Linked DNA regions of Sus scrofa: region 2 is linked to region 1. A link is a contact called in public HiChIP or PLAC-seq data. All regions are on one chromosome and are shown on one strand. The core of a region is the stretch at or near the end of the contact, and the rest is flanking DNA. Distances in the headings are between cores, read along the strand shown.

Region 1 (2,939 bases), core at 386-2,885:
TGGTCACAGACTAGCAAAATTTAGTAAATTCTGGATTAACCTAATTCGTTCAAAAAGATAGTGAGGTATCTAACAACTTAAAACTCCAAAGTGGGAGTAAACATATCACATGCAAATCAAAAGTAAAAGATTAGACAGACTGCACACTTACAAAATATTCAAAGGAATGAGATTTAATTCTTAAACAACTTACCCAATTTTCGTCTTCTCTTTTAACTTAGAACAAGGTTTTGGTTTTTTGCTCTCTTTGTCTTTTGGCTTGGATTTCATCCTTCTACCTTTCTTTTCCTCTTTTCCTTCAACTGAAGCACTAGGAAAGTTTTCAGGGCTCATTACTCGTGGAATATTGCGTTCCCCACGCTCCTTTGCTTTTGCTATGGCTTCTGATATTATACGATTAGCCTTTTCTTGCTTGCTTTCTGATTCCACCTTTTTTCTCTGCTTCTTCTCGGACATGATCCTCACCTGGGAATTCTGCAACTTAGTATATGTCCCAGAACCATCACTCTTCTTGGAAGATGGAGGCTAGAGAAATCAAAACAATTTTTACATAATATACCAAGGTACATTTAAACACAATTAACAGAAATAACGAAAAAATCAGAATTAAGCTTAAAGAAGTAAAATATGAGTGTTACAGAATTAAAATTAAACATTTTGCTGATCTAGAAATTAGTGTAGGTATAAAATAAAAAGCTCAACTACTGCTTTTAAAAATGAAGGTTAAAAGAAAGATAATATGGATTCACTGATATTTTCATAGCATTCTTAATTAGCTGATTCAAATTTTGTCCTATAAATAGAGCTAATTCAAATGTAATCATGTAAATATTCTGGGCTTTTGGAATAAATAAAAGTCTTTTCTTTCCTCTTCACTCCGGAACTCTGAAAATTATTAATAATTTTTAAATAGTAATTGTAACTCAGAATGACTACTCCCTACAGTTTGTTATGATTTTTAGAAAAACAAAGCCTCTCTGCTTTGTAAGAAACTGGAACTAGAACCTGAAATCATTCAAATCATTGCAATGTGCAATCTATGCGGCAACACAGCTAGTTAGTAAACACATTCCCATACTTAAAATTAGAGAAAGTTTTAGTTTTTCTGTGAAAGAGTTAAATGAGAATTTTTTCCTCTTTCTGTATTACAATATTTTGCTCAAGCAATTCTGAGAAAAAAAACCCACCAAGTTTATAGTTTTCACATTAAAATTATTAATATTTTAGCAATATCACAGAAAGCATACCAACAGCATTTTTAAAAGAATAACCTCTTAAAACACGCATTCATCAACATATTCTTAGATCACAGTTTTGTTATGCTCTTACCCGTAAACATGCCTCTGACTACAGCAAGGGAAAAAAACACCAGGAATTTCCAAACACATTTTCATGCTGATTCCAGTGTGCTTCACTGGATATCTTTTCTATACCTGCCTCATCAAAGGTTTCATAGCAGTGCTGCAGCACTGGGAAAGGAAGGAGGGTTTAGAATCGCTCACTAAAATGCCACCTTAAGGCCTACAGGCTATAACAAATAACCAAGACGCGAGAAAACAGCAACAAGCTCAAGATGGCGATGCAGTACGACTCCCGCAGCAGCAGCCAGTAATAAGGAAGGTTATTCAATCCCATTAGCCTTTTAGCCCAAAGAACCCCTCCTCCTCCCACTCATTCAGGCTTTCACTTACCCTTCCTCTTGGCCTCTTCACTGAAGACATTTTTGGCGTCAGACAAAGGCTTGCCCTCTGCTTTTTCACCACCCCAGGCAGTGCTCAAGAAAAAAGCATTGAAAGAAGATTCCTAAATGGCCTATTTAGCAAGCTGCAACCAAGAGATGCACAACCCTCCACAAATACACATTGTGATTTATCAACACATTTCTGCCTTGGCAAGTTTATATCCACTGTTCATCCTATTTAGATATGAAAAAGGCCATAAACCCCTCCTAAAAAGCTGAGTTTCCTCAATAGCTGTAAGCAGATAGCCAGATTCCAACAAAGCACAGAAAGAAATGAATGCACAAAGCATCAAAATGCATCAGCATGAATATTAGAGATGTCGTTAAAAATACTGACTCCTTCTGCGGAAGTAGGCCAGCAGATGGTGCTACCAGTTATTATTCCATTAGACTCTGCAATTTAACCCCCAATGGACTGTTCTTCCCTCCGTGTAACAAATTAACTCTCACTCTACCATTTCCTGTAGTAAAGTTTAAAAAATATACGTAAAAACCTGATTTAAACAAAAAATCATCCGAAAATGAAAACTGCAGTGAAACAGCTTTATGTAGCTATTAAAAAGACAAAATCAAATGCAATTTTTACCAGAGAAAAACACTTTCCTCCATGCCACTCTAACATACTTAAAGTAGAAATACAGCTCAAGACCAACAAAGGGTTAAAGAGGAGGTCATGCAAATGAACACATAACAAGTGACTTCTCTTTAAGAAATTAGATAAGGTCTCATTATTGCAACAAAAAGCTAACAACGTTATTTTTTTAAAAAAGAAATGAAGGTATTTTCGTTTAAATTCTAAAAAGCAGCTTAGGACTTTGACATGAACACATGAGACCTGTCTATGAAGAGTAACAAACTATACTTAATTTTTTTTCTTTATTTAAATCTGGATAAATACACTTGTTTTCCTAAGAAAATTCATTTAAAAAATTCCTGATGTTTACTCTTCACATTCTAATTCAATTGAATTAAGTTTTTCAGATAAAGTTTTAGTTTTAGTCCCTTGTTAAAAATAAATAAGTAGCAAGTCCTCTTGAATTTGATCATTAATATCACTTTTCATATACAAAATACTGAGACTGTTTAAGCATGAGATGACCTTAAATACCTAAAAATTTTCACTGCTTCAAAATTCAAGTTTATTGCTTTCATTAATATCATTTTTTTCAATTGGTCTTGGCAAGTCATCTGATATCTC
Region 2 (3,027 bases), core at 91-2,590, 120 kb after region 1:
GTTAAGGATGTTGTGAGCTGTGGTGTAGGTTGCAGATGCGGCTTGGAACTGATGTTGCTGTGGCTGTGGTGTAGGCCAGCGGCTACAGCTCCAATTAGACCCCTAGCCTGGGAACCTCCATGTGCTTCGGGTTAAAAAACAACAACAACAAAAGAAAAACACTTGGAGGCTTCTGTCATTTTATCACACTGAATCTGCTGCCAGTGGAGTTCTTACCAACAACCCTCCTACCCCCTTCAGAAGTTCTGCTCCTCTCCATGGTAGCTCAGAACTGGAGGCAACGAGGCAAGCAGATACTTCAGTCTCTGACCACATTCAAGTCAATCTTCAGGACAACTTAGAATTCATCTGCCCACGGAAGATACAGGTGACACCTTCCTTTCTCTCCGGCTCAACAAAACCATGACCAGTGACTGCGTGTATTAAAGGAGCTCTCCTCCACGCCCCCGCCCCCCCCCCAAAATCCCATTGCATTTCGAGGACAGCTTCTGCTTCTCATCTCTGTGAGAGAGAAGAAGCACAGAGTTGGGAGCTATTTGCCCAAAGACACACTTGGGAGGACTCTGAATAGTTGGCAGAACCATGCACGAAGCTTTGTTTTGTTTTGTTTTGTTTTTTAAGTTCAGGTTTCTTCCTGATTTGTAAGGTAAGCAGCATCTCCTCGCAATGGGATGATGCCTTCCCTGGAAGGCAGAGAGAGACCTGAAAAGGTTTCAGGCAAAGAGGTGAGCATGGACTTCTCTCCCTGGCATTGCCTTTAACTCTGCTAGTTAGATTCTTTTACTCTTGCAATTCCCTACACACAGGGAATGAGAAAGATGAGTGGGAGGAGATGAGAAGAGGAGAGGTTTCAGAGCAAGGGAAAGTACAGTGCACAAGCAATTGCCTGCAGCAGGGTGTGTGCATGAACCACTGAGTGTGTGTGTGTGTGTGTGTGTGTGTGTGTGTGTGTGTGTGTGTGTGTATCTGCATGCTCAGTTTGTATGCAAGCCATTTTGTTAGAAGTGTTGTTCCCATACTTCAGTAAATACAATACCCTCCGAAGAGAACCGTCAGGACTCCCGGCTCCAACCATCATGACTCCTGGCTCGCGCTCTTTCTCATCTCGCCAGTACACTGTTGCTAGTCATACTGAGAATATACATTTATTGAGCACCTTCTCAGTGTCTGTTGCTGTCATATGCACTGCGATTACACTGATGAACAAGAAAGACACATCCCTGGTCCTCAGGGGGCCCCCAGTTTAAGAGGGAGGCAGACAAGGGAATGGAAAGCTGTCATTTAGTGGGGCGGGCCCTCAGATAGGGGAAGTGGACATGGAGAGGGCAGGCAGGAGGAAGCGTGACCTGAGAGGCAGAGGGGAGGAGCAGGGTACGTTTTCTAGAAGAAGTGAGGTCTAGGCTGAGATCTGAAGGAGGAGTCGCAACTAGACAAGGAAAAGGGGAGGTGAGGGTTGGAGGCAGAGATGTGAGATCGGATTCCCCTAGCTTGATATGAACATGTGCTGTTTGAGCAAAGGCGAGTTCCATCCCAGGGAAGGGTTCAGGGGAGTTCTGAAGCCAAGCAGGGGACCAGTGTGGCCCTAGCCATAAGCCACCCTTAGAAATCTTTGTTCTCAGATTTAAACTGCTGAGTTAAAGGCACCAAAAATGCTCTCCAGTCCTTAGGGTGCTCGGAATATAGGGCAGAGAACTAAGTGTTCAGGGGACACTTGAATATACTCCCCTCTTGTGAAGAAGGACACAAACACTAAGGGTAAAGCCACAGCAGTAACCTGAGCCAGAACAGTGACAATACCGGATCCTTAACCCAATGAGCCACCATGGAACTCCCCAAATGGACTTTTAAACTCCAATTTACAACAGAGGCAGAGAATCTTCATACTTTTGTCCTCTCTCTCTCTCTCTCTCTCTCTCACACACACACACACACACACACACACACACACACACACACACACATTCACCTGGCAAGCTAGGCAGAGTGTCGCCTTTTTTTTTTTTTTCTTTTTAGGGTCGCACCTGCGACACACGGACGTTCCCAGGCTAGGGGTCCTACAGCTGCCGGCCTACACCACAGCCACAGCAGCGCGGGATCTGAGCCTCAATTGTGACCTACACTGCAGCTCAGGGCAACCCCAGGTCCTTAACCCCCTGAGCGAGGCCAGGCCAGGGATCAAACTCCCAACCTCATGGATCCTAGTCGGATTCATTACTGCTGAGCCACAACGGGAACTTCCCAAAGTGACTGCTTTTAAACCCTCACCTATTGCAAGCCTTCCCTCTAAACACTGTCTCATGGAAGCAGGGGTGGGATAAAAGTTCTTTCAAAGCAAAATGGGGGAAGGTGGAGGAGGGCAGAGAAAGCAGGGAGTGAGCAGGGGAAAAGGAGACACCAGCCCCACCCTCCTTCCCTGCACAATTCTGCTGTGAGCCAAACTCAGCCCAGGTCGGAGATGACTGGCAAGACGCAACCAGACAGACATCTCTCAAAGATGCCTGGGAGAGGCTGGTGTATCTCCCCAGAGCCTGGGCAATGTTATTTCCTGGGGCAAAGCAAGTCACAAAGGATGAAAGCTGATGACTGAATGTCTGGGCCAGGGTGGGAGGCCTTGCCAGGAGGTGGGGGTGGAGCGGTGGAAAGGGAGGAGGGGTGGAGACTTGGCTGGTTTCACACAGACACATCTCTTCATTTTTCCAGACTGGAAAAAGCTGTTGGGGCTGTGTGCATTTGCAGAGAGTCACGGTATTTACTACGCTTCCTGGCGCGACAGATTTCTTTCTGTCGTTCAGTCAAACGCAGCTTGTATTTTTCAGAGCCGGGGCTGAACAGACCGTGGAGGCTCTTCCCCCACGTTGCGTTCAAAAACACATCACGAGGGACTCAAAAAGCCCGGCTCAGACGGGTGGCGGGAGCAGGTGGGGGGAGCATGTTGGAGGGATAAAGACCCATGTTTAGACAAACAGTGTCTTCCCCTTGCAGGGGTTGAACCGCACTCTATTTTCCCAGCACACATTGCTTTTTGGA

Evidence for each region. HiChIP or PLAC-seq counts read pairs in DNA pulled down with a chosen protein or histone mark.
Region 2: an H3K27ac HiChIP or PLAC-seq map of alveolar macrophages shows a contact between it and region 1. The contact joins two enhancer-like sites. A contact is called at or near these places in 2 of 47 Hi-C or Micro-C datasets (embryonic fibroblasts and psoas muscle) and 2 of 2 datasets of contacts at active chromatin or transcription factors (alveolar macrophages and skeletal muscle).

The regions. Positions count from the first base shown.
Region 1 is chr6:31,932,071-31,935,009 of Sscrofa11.1, forward strand. CHD9 (chromodomain-helicase-DNA-binding protein 9) reads right to left here. Exons shown (of 40, transcript XM_021094174.1): 3 at 194-525. Among named protein-coding and RNA genes, the nearest start is that of RBL2, 130 kb to the left of the region's middle. Within about 2 kb of position 1,636, at least 66 of the 83 cell types and tissues checked have an H3K27ac peak or open chromatin away from gene starts, as enhancers often do. A contact at or near this core is called in alveolar macrophages and skeletal muscle, where this site is marked.
Region 2 is chr6:32,051,766-32,054,792 of Sscrofa11.1, forward strand. The region is part of intron 1 of CHD9 (chromodomain-helicase-DNA-binding protein 9); the gene reads right to left. Among named protein-coding and RNA genes, the nearest start is that of CHD9, 19 kb to the right of the region's middle. Within about 2 kb of position 1,341, at least 33 of the 83 cell types and tissues checked have an H3K27ac peak or open chromatin away from gene starts, as enhancers often do. A contact at or near this core is called in alveolar macrophages and skeletal muscle, where this site is marked.